3 separate regions of the Mus musculus genome follow, and regions 1 and 2 are each linked to region 3. The links are chromatin contacts, called in public HiChIP or PLAC-seq and promoter capture Hi-C maps. All regions are on one chromosome and are shown on one strand. The core of a region is the stretch at or near the end of the contact, and the rest is flanking DNA. Distances in the headings are between cores, read along the strand shown. Region 1 holds the start of Scrn3 (secernin 3). Region 2 holds the start of Ssb (Sjogren syndrome antigen B). Region 3 holds the start of Hat1 (histone aminotransferase 1).

Region 1 (4,244 bases), core at 1,270-3,769, 1.9 Mb before region 3:
CTACTACAATAACATGGCAGTAAAAGGCTCTTTTTTTTTTTTTTTTTTTTTTTTGTAGTCTATGGTCAAGGTTCCTCTTGCATCCTCCCTACTCCTCTCACTATGTCTGCAGCTGCTGTCATGTCATGGGCCTTTGTGTGTGCACGAGGCCCCTTACTGGGATTCTTGAGAACTGGAGGGCCTCTTAGGTTTTCTATCATTATTGACAATTATGTAAAGGTCGGGTGATGGTGGTGTACACCTTTAATCCCAGGAGTTGGGAGGCAGAGGGAGGTGGATCTCTTTGAGTTGGAGGCCAGCCTGGTCTACAGAGTGAGTGCTAGGAACAGCCAGGGCTACACAGAGAGATACCCTGCCCCCCCCCCCCAACATAAACGACAACAAAACCAAAACCAAACAACCAAAAAGGAATTTATGTAAACAAACAAATGTTCCCAATATTGCTACAGAGGAGGTCTCCTTTGGCTTGAGGAAAAACGCACACAGAGACTATAATATTGAAAAGACAGACAATTTGAAGCAGACCCAGTACTTTGGAGATCTCACTTTTGGAGGCAGAGATGGGTGAATCTCTGAGTTTGAGGCAAGCCCTGTGTTCCAGGACAGCCAGGGGTAGTGTCTTAAAAAAAAAAAAAAAAAAAAGCCACCTTTCATGTTTTCAGGAAGTTCACATTTGTAACTTAGAAATCCTGACTACAGAACTGACGTACGGATTCTCTTTTCCAGATTCTGTGATCTGGAAAATCTTAAATTCCAGTTTGTAGAACCATTCAAAATCTCCTATTTTTATTTTGCTTCCAGAACAGACATAGTTTTAGTTTACTTCTATTATTTATCTTTTTAAAGGTTTATTTTTACTATTTGTGTGTGTGTGTGTGTGTGTGTTTACACTAAGAATGGGGATGCCCGAGAAAGCTAGAAGTGGGCCTCAAATCCCCTGGAGCTGGAGTTAGAGGTTGTAAGGCTTCGTGCACGGCCACCTTGTGTGTTAGGAACGGAACTCAAGTCTTCAGGGAAAGCACTGAGCTATCTTAACCATTGTTCTCTCTCTCTAACCCAGTTCCCTTCTTTTATAAGAACCAAATCATGCTGGGGGTGGTGGTGCACACCTTTGATCCCAGCACTTGGGAAGCAGAGGCAGATCTCTGAGTTCCAGACCACCCTGGCCTACAGAGTGAGTTCCAGGACACCCAGAGCTACACAGAGAAACCCTGAAAAAAAACAAACAGGAAGAACCAATTCTTAGCATAGTTTTATATGGGAGCATCCTAAATATTTTAAAACAAAATAAAAAATATAAATACAATAAATGTTTTATTGAAAGGAAAGCAAAGCAGGATATGATAGCCCACCTGCAATCTCAGGACTCGGCAGGATGAGCTAGAGTTTAAAGCTAGCCTATGTCTCAAAATGACTCAAGAAACAAGTTCACCATGGAACAAGTAAAGGGTCTTCTCCATCTCAAAGATGGGAAGACGTACCAGTTTTTCTTTTGTGTCGCCCCTCTAAATTTCTTGATCTCCTGCTTACTGTGCTCCAAAGTTAGCTACTCCAACACATAATTTAGGCAGGCTATTAATTCTCCTTTTTTCCAGGCCCGTCAGTATTAAAATAAATAAGTAAATAATTATTAAAACACCACCTAGAAGGTGAAAACCCAGCTTGGTGGTGCATGCCTGTAATTGAAGATTGAGCGTTACGTGGACCGCGCCACGAATAACACAAGATAAAAAAACAAAAAACTGGCACACAGCCAACACCCAAATGAAAGCTGACATCCGTTGTACCTTGGCATTCTTATCCTCACCAGACTAAGTGACTATCCTCAGTGGACTAAGCCTTGCTTACCCGAAACTGGGATGGCGGCAACAGCTAAGAAACCCGCACCCAGGGAGAAAGTCGTTGGCCCTAACATGTTCTCATCATTCACGATGTTTGCTGAGCAAACTTCTGCATGGCTAGAAATAACGGAAGGGAGCTGGGTGTAGTGGCGCAGGCCTTTAATCCCAGGCCTGGGAAGGCAAAGGCAGACGGATCTGTTAGTTCAAGGGCAACCAATGCTACATGGCGAGGTATACATAATGATAATAATAATAATAATAATATTATTATTATTATTATAATTATTATTAAACCTTAACAGTAATTGGAAAGGAAGAGCCTAGGTTCTTGAGCTTCTAACAGTCTATTCCCGTGCTTTTGGTAACACCAATCTTCCGAGGCTCACAAACGTCCTACAGTTGCCGGGAGACAACTTAATCTACATGGGAACTGCGCGGCAAAAGAAAATTTTTTTGCAACTGGAGTCGGCGTTGCCAGAAAGTGCTGGGCTCGAACCTCGAGACCTCGCTTGTTCGGGCTGACCGCGCTCGGATCGAAGCTGACGCAGCAGAGCCCGCCGCCGCTCGCGACCCCGCAGAGAGCGAGCATCGCGCACAGGGGGTTCCCCAAGCTTACCTCTGCTGCGCACGCGCGGACGCCGCCAAAGCCGCGGCAGCCACCAGAAGCGACTGCCGGAAGAGAGCAAGAGGGGCGGTGCCAAGCGTCAAACCACGGAAGTAGTCATCCTCCCGACCTCGGAAGTTCTCGCCCAAACTTGCCTAGCAGTTCCGGTGAAGCTCCGGGAGTTTGTTTACGTTCCGAGAAGACCTAGCGGTTGGCTTCTCCGACTCAGACGCCAAGATGGGGAAGTCATTCGCCAATTTCATGTGTAAGAAGGACTTCCATCCTGCGTCCAAATCCAACATCAAGAAGGTGAGTAAAGGCATCCGGAGAGGGCAGAGATTGCTAAGCTCCCTGGGAGGGTCGTATCCTCCTCACGGCTGGAGTCGTCGATCTTTCCCCCTTGCAGGAATGATCCCCCAAGTCCCGCCTGTCAGTCAGTGGGGAGACCCACGCATGGTTTGATAACACTGTCCGTTCAGGATCCGTCTCCTACAGCCCCAAGCCGGTGAACTCTGCTCTGGGTCGAGACTCCTGCTTAACGGAGATCTTCTGGCAGAAATCCTCCCTCTGCTCACTCTCCATCCCGTAGTGTGTTTCTGATGGCTGCGTTCAAGTTGAGCGTTTTAAACAATCACAGGGCAACCAGTTGCTGGACACAGAAGGGCCGTGGCGAGAATTACAGCGCCAAAGAATGGCGACGGGAGAGTGCTTGGGCTTTGGATTCTTAGTTCAGTACAGTTACATGTAGCCCTGAGGCCTCGCACAAAATAGTCAATGATGTGAGCATTAGCCTCGTACACTGTTGATCAAGAATTATCAGTGTCAGTTGCCCTAGTTTGTAAAAATTTTAGGGAGATTAGATGAGATAGTATGGCCAATGACTAGAAACTCGAAATGAAGGCTTAGCACTGTGTGTTAAGAAAAGTACTCAAGTACTCAAAAGTACACAAACTTATGAGAATATATTTCGCTTTTGTTTCCAAACCAGTTGTGGGTCCTGTATATTACCATACATCTAAAGAATGTATATATTAGCATGCATGTACATTAGGATATCTGTGGAAGAAAGTGCAAGAAATGCTAACACTGGTTATCTGCAAATATAGTTACTTAGGTTTTTAAGTCCCTTGGGAGTGGGGAGGGCTTGCCAGATCTCAGCCTTACTCCTTGACCCCAAAAGTCTTGTTCTGTTTATTTTGTAGTACTCCTAATCCCCACGAGTGTATTTCTTTATGTGTTTCATAGCCTCTATTTGAGGTGGGATCTCCTGCAGTCTAAGCTGGCTTCAAACTTGCTGTCTAGGGAGGATAGCCCTGAACTCCTTGTCCTTCTGCCTCCAACCCCCTGCCCCCACCCCCAACCCCCACCCCCGCATGCTGGGATTACAGGTGGAAGCCACTGCAATCAACTACCACTTCTCCTAGGTCATAAAGTAGTTTATAATATGCAGGAGAAGCATTGTGAGCACTTTGACAATGGAGCTGCATCTTATTTTTAATTCAGTTACTGGAATTGAGTCTTGAGCAGTCGAGACTAATGAAAATAACTGTACAGTCTAAAGCTTGAGATACACGGTAATTTTTCTGTTTTGGTTGGGGTCTTACTGTGTAGTTCTGACTGGTCTGGAATACTTAGTAGTCCTACCTCAGCCTCTTGAGTTCTAGGATTATGGACATGGGCCAACACACTCAGCTAAACACAGTGAAAACAGCTAAAGGGCAGGTGCCATCCTGGAAGAAGCCAGGGAACTCTATCCACAATGCTCAGGTCCAAGACACCCGTCTTCTCTTCTAAGTGCT
Region 2 (3,931 bases), core at 63-2,562, 1.5 Mb after region 3:
GCCAATTATTTGCGTTTCTTTTCAAATTAGTCACAGCTGACTTACCAAAACTTATTACTGGTAAAAATGAAAATAGAGTTCAGATATGAAAGTTACGGTGTTAGACACTATATAGGAGAATACAAGAAAAATGGGACCTTGTGAGCACAGATACAAAAAATTTTAAACTAGGGACGCTGGAAGGTAAGGATGTGCCTAAAACACTACTACACTGGTTAACTCTATAGCCACTTTCCTGTTTCACGGTCTGACAACAATCCTAGAATAAAGAGGGACTGTGATACTGGTTTGCTAGAAATCACAAACCGGATCTTCTGTCTTACTGGCTTTCAGCGCCTTACTAAACCACCCTACCATATTGTACGGAAGTATACCAGCTCTTGAAGAGTTTATCTGCAGCAGCTGAATATAGTTATGAGTTACTGTTGGTATATTTCTTGAGACATTGCTCAAAATGCTGGAGACTGCTGGCGATACACTGGTCCTGTAATGGGAAATCTACGAAGTACACGTCCCACTTCAGAATTTACTGTTACAGGCGCTGGTTTGTCTCCCACTACCAACAATCTCACTTCTCATTACTACAGAGACACAGGTCAATAACGACCTAGTTAGCCCCTGCAAGACTTCTGCGGCCTACCCAATTTAGGGACTGTTTCACACTGAAGACAGAATGGCAATGGCAGTTCTTTGAAGGAAAAAAAAAAAAAAAAAAAGATAGCGACGCTGGGAACCCAATAGCGGCCCCCACTTCTTCGGCCTCCAGTCAGTCCCCACAGAACCCTGTCGCGTTTAACCCGCACCGACCACCCTAAAGACTTAAATGGTCCGAAACATCCGCCTCTGGCCAGTCAGGAAAGGGGTGCAAGGAACAAACCGAAAGGACGCCGTGAGGATGCGGCGAGCCTCTGCCTAAAGGCCCCGCGAGAGCCGCATCCTCCCACACCGGCCCGCCGGGATCCCTGCCACGTGGAAAGCCCCAGGCGCCCGCATCTCTGGCCGGGGCCCGCTCCGTGGCCTCGCCGAGGCCCGCGCCCCCTCGGGCCGCGGTCCAGCACACGGCCACGGGCCGCGCGGCCCACGCGGCGGCGCGGAGAGGAAGGTGAGGCCTGCGCATAGCACAGCCCTTCGTACCTTCTCCTCAGTTTCCAAGAAGCTCACCTCAAAGATTCGGATCCCACGGTCACCACAGCTTCAAGAACAACGACAGAAGCGCCTGGACTTCCGAGCGCCGGCGGGCCAGCCAAACGCGCTTAAAGATGGGGGCTTTCCCGGCAGCCCTTGCGGACAGGTGGGCGTGGCCGCGGACGCAGTGGCCCGGCTCTGCTTTCCACGCACGCGCCGTTACCGCAGCCTCCCACAATCCTCGGAGGAGGAGTCCCGCCCTCCCGCCCGAGAAATTGTTAAATTGCTCAGCAGAATGTTAGGGGCTGACAGGAAGTGTTTTTGTGGAGATCTTTGTTTTTAATGTGTTTCTGGGCAGTATGTTCGAGCCTTCCCTTCTTTCTTCTGTAGCGCTTGGTTTTTCTTTTTTTCCCCCTTTGTCTCTTTTTTCCTTTTTTTTTTTTTGAGACAGCGTTTCCGTGCGTAGTCCTGGCTATCCAGGAACTCGCGCTGCTCTGTAGACCAGGCTGACCCTCAAACTCCTCCTGCCTCTGCTGAGACACTCGCCTACCTCTTCCGGGAGTGCTGGCATTATTAAAGGGGTGCGCCAGCACGCTTGGCCTTTTGCAATGTATTTGACTTGCATGGTGTTGTGGTTTTGGAAAAAAATTAAAAAACCATACAGTTGCTTGGTTTCCGACAGGCTAGCTCTCTGAAGCACAAACTGGCCAATGATTCGAACTCCTGCTTCAGTACAAAGTGCTGGGACTTCACCTACATCACCAGGCTCTTACTGCTCCCCCTCTTGCTGCTGCTGTCTATCTTTGCTTGTTTTGATGTTGGAGTCTGACTCAATGAGTAACCCAAGCTGATCCCAAACTATGCTTCTGCCTCCAGCCACCCTAGTGCTGGGATTACAAACAAATCTTTTTAAAAGTCTCTTGCTCCCAGCACTTGGGAGGCAGAGGCAGGCGGATTTCTGAGTTCGAGGCCAGCCTGGTCTACAAAGTGAGTTCCAGGACAGCCAAGACTGCACAGAGAAACCCTGTCTCTAAAAACCAAAAACCAAACCAAAACAAAAAAGTCTCTTGCTAGGAAAGAAGTACATTTAGAATAGTTTGAGAGACTTCACACTTAAGTCAGGACTGCCACTTTTTACATAACAATTTTAACGTTTTAGAGGTGCAATTTCCTTATGACATCATCTTTTTCCTTCAGTGTTCCTGGAATATAAAAATTACTTTCACAAAATAACTTCATAATCTCAGAGCATTTTGGAAGTTCCCAAACAGATAAACTCTAAAATTTGAAGAAGAAGAAGAAGAAGAAGAAGAAGAAGAAGAAGAAGAAGAAGAAGAAATGCATTTATAGGTTAACTATACATGCCATTTTGGCCAAAGAAAAAAGAATTTACTAGTATTATCCTCAGGTAGTTTTAACTTTAGATTAATTACATTCAATAAAAAAATTTTCAAGTTTCTACTTACTGTGAGACATAAATGCTAAATTTTCCTTTTTTAAAGATTTAAGTTTATGTACGGGTGTTTTGCCTGCATGGATAGACAGTGGAAAAATACCATGTGTGTAAATGCTCCCAACCTACTATAAATCCATTTCCAGGGACTCTAACACTCTCTTCTCATCTTTGTTGGGTCCTGCACGCTTACAGTGCACATACATACTCCCAGGACACACACATAAAATAAATAAATAAGCACTTAGATAACTTAAATGTTCATAATAGTAAGTTATGTGATTAAAAGAAAAATTAGAATCGACTATATGTGTACCACCAAATAATTAAAAAGTTAAATAATATATAGTGATAAAAACAAACTGATTTTCATTTACTGGTGTTTGTGAAATTCACAAGCACGGTGCTCAGAAGCAAAAGGTGTTTCACATAACCATTTTCTCCAAATACTGCAAATATTAATGTAATGTTGTATAAATTATATTAAATAATATAAAAAATCTTATTTCCTTCTACCATTCTCATGAGAATATAATAAAAGGTACCATTAGCAAAACTCAAGGAAATGAATTATCACCTTCAAAATATATGTTTTACACACATGCCCATACTACCTGTTATTGTAACCAGGTAAGTTTCACAGGTATGTCTACATCATTGTTCTACGATCAGAATTCAGCGTATTCATTTGAAGATTCTACAGTATTGAACAAGGAGAACTTCATAATTTTTTGGAGAGTGATTGTGGAAGAATTAAAAGTTGCATGTCAGTCACCATGAATGAAAAAATCCCATGTACATTTCTAAATGTCAGAGTGGCTTGTACCCTTCCCCTGTACACAGAATGATTGATCTAAGGCAGTGGTGTTATTCAGTTTGGGACATCACTATGAGATGCTTTATTTGGTATACAGGTAGAGATGCCTAAATGATACAAAGGCATAGCATTTTCAAGTATTAGTGACACCGTTTACTTAATACCATTTTATAGAAGGTCAAAACAATTCAATGTTTAGTTTCAATCTGATTACACATCCTTTGGCAATTCTGATGAATAAAGGTTACAATAAAAACTGCATTTCAAAATACAGCAAAATGTTTTTAGCCTTCAATGGCATTTCAAGATCTCCATACTTTAAATAGGACAGTCATTCTACCCACTGGGCGAGAGCACAACCACAGAGGTTCACCTACAGCTTAATAAAACTGACTGCACGCAGATGTGTAAAGGTATAAGTGGGATGGGGGGGGGGACCTATATGCATACCATCGCAAAGGGAGCTATTTCCCAAGAAACCATTCAAAATAAATTTAAAACTCTCCAGGGGTGTGCAGTTTCAGAGAAAGAACTGG
Region 3 (4,371 bases), core at 317-2,816:
ATATCATTTTAGATATAATACCAGCAACCCATGAATTTCCACATCCTAACCAACAGCTGTTATTATCATATTTGCAATTTTTTTTAAAAAGATTTATTTATTATATCTAAGTACACTGTAGCTGTCTTCAGACACACCAGAAGAGGGCATCCGATCTCATCATAGATGTTTGTGAGTCACCATGTAGTTTCTAGGATTTGAACTCAAGACCTCCGGAAGAACAGTCAGTGCTCTTACCAGTCCTGCTCCCTGGGGCCTGAAGATTGATTGATTGAATGATTATATGTAAGTACGAGCACCAGAAGAGAGCATCAGATCTCATTACAGATGGTTGTAAGCCACCATGTGGTTGCTGGGATTTGAACTCAGGACCTCTGGAAAAACAGTCAATGATCTTAACAGCTGAGCCATCTCTCCATCCCCCATTTGCAATTTTTTCCCCCGAGACAGGGTTTCTCTGTATAGCTCTGGCTGTCCTAGAACTCACTCTGTAGACCAAGGCTGGCCTCGAACTCAGAAATCCGCCTGCCTCTGCCTCCCAAGTGCTGGGATTAAAGGCATGCGGCACCACTGCCTGGTGTATTTGCAATTTTTAAGATGAGATCACATATACTTTCTGCCACACTATCTTTCACTTTCTTATCACTATCTTTCCCCTACCCCTTCTACCGCATGAACTTAGAGAACTGCCTAAAATCTCCATGTCCAGTCAACGCAGAAAGTACCTGTTACGTAATCGTCTTAACCTCAAGCTGTGTTTCCTATTTTAAAGGCTCTGTTAAATACAGGGCTGCACACACAGAACTCCTCTGAAAGGAAATACGCACCTAGTTTCAGCTCGATTGCTGTGTTGGTGTTACACTTGTACTCTGCTAGTTTCTTCTCCACGGCACTCTTATACTCCACCAGAAATTTCTCCAAGGCTAGAAACGAATAAAGCACAGCAAGAGGATTCTACTACACACAGCACAGAAGTTCCATTCTAAGTGACAAGTTGGGCAGTGTAAAAACGACTTTCTCAAAGGACATCTAAAAAAACAATGATCTCAGGAATCCTGAAGGGTTATGAGACCCTGAGTGTGCCCTGAACCAGGGCAGGGCAGCAGCACCGCGCTCGCTCAGAAGTTGGCTGGGAGGGAGGTGGGCAGGGCCCTGGAGAGGATCAGCTGGCGGGAACTGGACCTAATGGGTTACATTAGGGCGACAGTGAGCAAAGGGGAACGAGGGGGTGAAAGGCTCCGAGGCAGACCGCGCTCCACCAGACCAAACTGAGCGCCTTGCCTGAGCTCAAGGCCCGGGAGGCCCACGGGAGGCGCCGAGCGTCAGCACCGGGGGCGGTGGCGCCGAGCGCGGCCCACCGGGAGCCAGTCCCCGACCCTCAGTGCCTCGCGGAAGGGAGAGGCCTTCTGGAACCTCTGCTAGAGCCCGAAAGTTCCAGGCGGCCACTGTCACGGCCGCCTCAACGTTCTTCCCCAGAAGCACCCGCCTCCTCCCCTTGCTAAACTTTTCCCGGGAACTTACCCGCCATTTCCGAGCTCCGAGCGCCCGCAGCTGAGGAAGGACAAATCAACCCGCGCGCTCCCGGGCCGGAAGTGACCGCAAGGACTTACGCGTTTCCCCCGCCCATCCTCGGCGAGCCACGAACCAATGAGAGGGAGAAGGTCCAGGCGCGCGGCGGCGGAAGTGCCTCAGGAGGCGGGGCTAGCACCGTGAGAAGGCGCCCGCGGTTGCCTAGCCACCGCACGTGAGGATGCCCTCACCCCATGTCTTCGGCGTCCCAGCCTGTGCGGCTTGCTGGCCACTAGAGACTTGCTTAGAAATTAATGTGAATTCTCAAACAGCTTAAGGCGATTGTCCTTCCCATCTTTTGGCCCGAACGCAAGTTTTTCTGTGGGGGTTTCATTTCGAAGTTTTTAAACTTTTTGATTCAACTTTGCCATAACCCATTTTAAAAGGTTCCTCTGAATTTTATTCGTATTTTGGAGCTGGGTGACCAATTCAGAGTCATACTTATGGTAGACATAAGGCTCTGCCACTAACCCATTATAGACTTTCTTTGTGCTCCCAAATTGAAAAATAGTGCCATATTAAAGAACTCAGGGACCCAAAATGGAAGACTCCCGAAAGCTGTGCTCTGATTACATGCTAGCGTGCACAACTATTAAAAGTAAAATTTAGAAATATACCTGCTTTTGCTCTTAAGTTTTCTGGACAACCATTTAGCTCACTAAAAGTGGTTACTAACACTACCTCAAGTGGCTTGATTTAGTTGGACTTGTATGAGGTCCTAGTGGCTTGAACTAATCATAGGATACTACCCATTTTTAATCATGGGCCTTATTATTTAGTTGCTTTTGGATTTTTTTTTTTCTCCCAGAGGATAATTTGCTATTTACCTCTACGATGGTATTCAAATACCAGACTCCCTGGTGTCAACACATTTGCTGATACGCTTTAAAATGATGCATGCCGTATGGAAAGTTGATCTTTGGTATATCGGGTCTCTCTAGAAAAGAAGGAACCAATGGAATGAACATATATTAAAAGATGACTTACCACCTTGGCTTATGTGGTACACTTGGAGAGGCCAGACAGTGGTTGTCTCACAGCAAATGCTGAAAACCTGGTGGTCAGTCCTCAAAGCTAGGAGCCTCAGCCCAATCTGCCTGTGAAGACCTGAGGGACTCCTGGAGAACTGTTGGGTCTCTGCCTAGCAAGGTTCTAATACCAGCGCTTGAGAAGGCTAGGCTGACTCCATGACAGGCTTCAAATTGGCAGTTAAGGAGGTTAGGCCTAAATCTCTTACCAAGACCTGGGCAAGTCCAGGCAAGTCCAGGCCTCCGAAGCCGGCCCGCCACCTGTCTGGCCACCTGTCTGGCCCGAGGCAAGGACAATGGGTCAGCAGCAGTTTCCAGGCCTCCCCCAACAAGTTTACAGCCTCTCTACCCCGGCAATGGAATGTCAGTAGAGATGGACCCAACAGATTATCATAGAGGTCACCTACCCCAGAACTCCCTAATGTGCTTTAAATCAGGCCTCTGAGCTCACTTGGGTGTCTCTCTACCTGGGTCATGGGAGACCCAGCTTGCTAGACTTCTGCAGAATTCAACACTCTTTGTGGTTACATACTATTGGAGTCCAGGGTGACATCCTTCAGCAAATCATGGACCCTTACACACCAAAAAGGTCAATGAACTCTCCAGTGAGAATGAAGGTTAAGGAGGCAAGTTAGCAAAGCTTTCTTTCTGCCTTTTACCTGGGCCATTACCAGAAGGTGCTGCTCACACTTAAAGTGAGTCTTCTCCCATCAATTAAGATGATCAAGGCAATCCCCAGCAAACATGCTCACACTAATATAGGTTTGTGTGGGTCATATATGTATGTGTTATATAGTATATATGTGTATATATGTATGTAGTATGTAATACATATATGCATGTATGTGTGTATATAAACATTTATATGTGTGTATTTTGTTCTATGCCATGGTGACAGTTAAAACTAACCATCACACGTGGTGAAATAGTCTAGAATTAATATGCTCTCTAGTATTAGAGATAAAAAAAATATATAGCTAAAGTGATAGATTGTGCCTAAGCTCATTGCACCCGGGAGTCTGAGGCAGGAACATCAACTCATCAGTTTGAGGTTAACCTGAACTGTGATTGAGAAGAATCTGCCAAAAGAAGAGGTGGAAGGCGAAAGGGAAGAAGAGGATAAGGACCAACAGCACATACCTATAACACCCCCCCCCCCGCCCCGCACGGGGGGGGGGGGGGGGAAGGCAGGAATTCAGGTTATTCTTGGCCACTGAAGCTTGAGGTCAGCTGGGCTATGTGAGATCTGGAGAGAGACAGAGACAGAGAGGTGGTGGGGCTGGCAAGCGAGGGAGGAAAAGAGAAAGGAGTCAGCCCAAGGTAAGTTGCCAAGCTCATCTTCAGTTTACTCCAGTGTCCTGATGAGCCCAGTCCTCCAGATACTCAGGCCTGGTATTTATGTGTTAGCTATCTAGAAATGCCCTTTAAGATTAGAGTAGGCAGCAAGAACACTGAGGCCCTGCTCTTTAAACTCTTACATACAAGATTACAGTCATAGTGTTCAGATAGGAATATGAAGTCAATGCTACTAATGATTGATCAGAAAGGGAAACAGGACCAGTGAGGTGGGTCAGAAGGTGAAAGCACCTGCTGCCCAGCCTGACAACCTGAATTTGATGCCCAGGCCCCACATAGTGGAAAGAGAGAACTCATCCTCCTATAGGTTGTCCTCTGACCTCTTTATAAGTGCTGTAAAACACACACATACACACACACACACACACACACACTCTCTCTCTCTCTCTCTCTCTCTCTCTCACACACACACACACAC

What was found. Promoter capture Hi-C pulls out the DNA fragments that hold promoters and counts their contacts. HiChIP or PLAC-seq counts read pairs in DNA pulled down with a chosen protein or histone mark.
Region 1: a promoter capture Hi-C map of liver shows a contact between it and region 3, with 2.7 times the contacts expected there. The contact joins the promoter of Scrn3 here to the promoter of Hat1 in region 3. A contact is called at or near these places in 3 of 39 promoter capture datasets (liver and pre-B cells) and 1 of 115 datasets of contacts at active chromatin or transcription factors (astrocytes).
Region 2: a contact with region 3 is called in an H3K27ac HiChIP or PLAC-seq map of microglia, with 5 times the contacts expected there. The contact joins the promoter of Ssb here to the promoter of Hat1 in region 3. A contact is called at or near these places in 2 of 39 promoter capture datasets (cranial neural crest and liver) and 1 of 115 datasets of contacts at active chromatin or transcription factors (microglia).

What each region holds. Positions count from the first base shown.
Region 1 is chr2:73,310,927-73,315,170 of GRCm38.p6, reverse strand. Scrn3 (secernin 3) reads right to left here and starts at 2,519. Exons shown (of 8, transcript NM_029022.1): 1 at 2,458-2,519. Cir1 (corepressor interacting with RBPJ, 1) reads left to right here and starts at 2,579. Exons shown (of 10, transcript NM_025854.3): 1 at 2,579-2,754. The coding sequence starts at 2,683.
Region 2 is chr2:69,858,943-69,862,873 of GRCm38.p6, reverse strand. Ssb (Sjogren syndrome antigen B) reads right to left here and starts at 1,312. Exons shown (of 12, transcript NM_001110145.1): 1 at 1,162-1,312.
Region 3 is chr2:71,386,455-71,390,825 of GRCm38.p6, reverse strand. Hat1 (histone aminotransferase 1) reads right to left here and starts at 1,566. Exons shown (of 11, transcript NM_026115.4): 1 at 1,522-1,566; 2 at 828-923. The coding sequence starts at 1,528.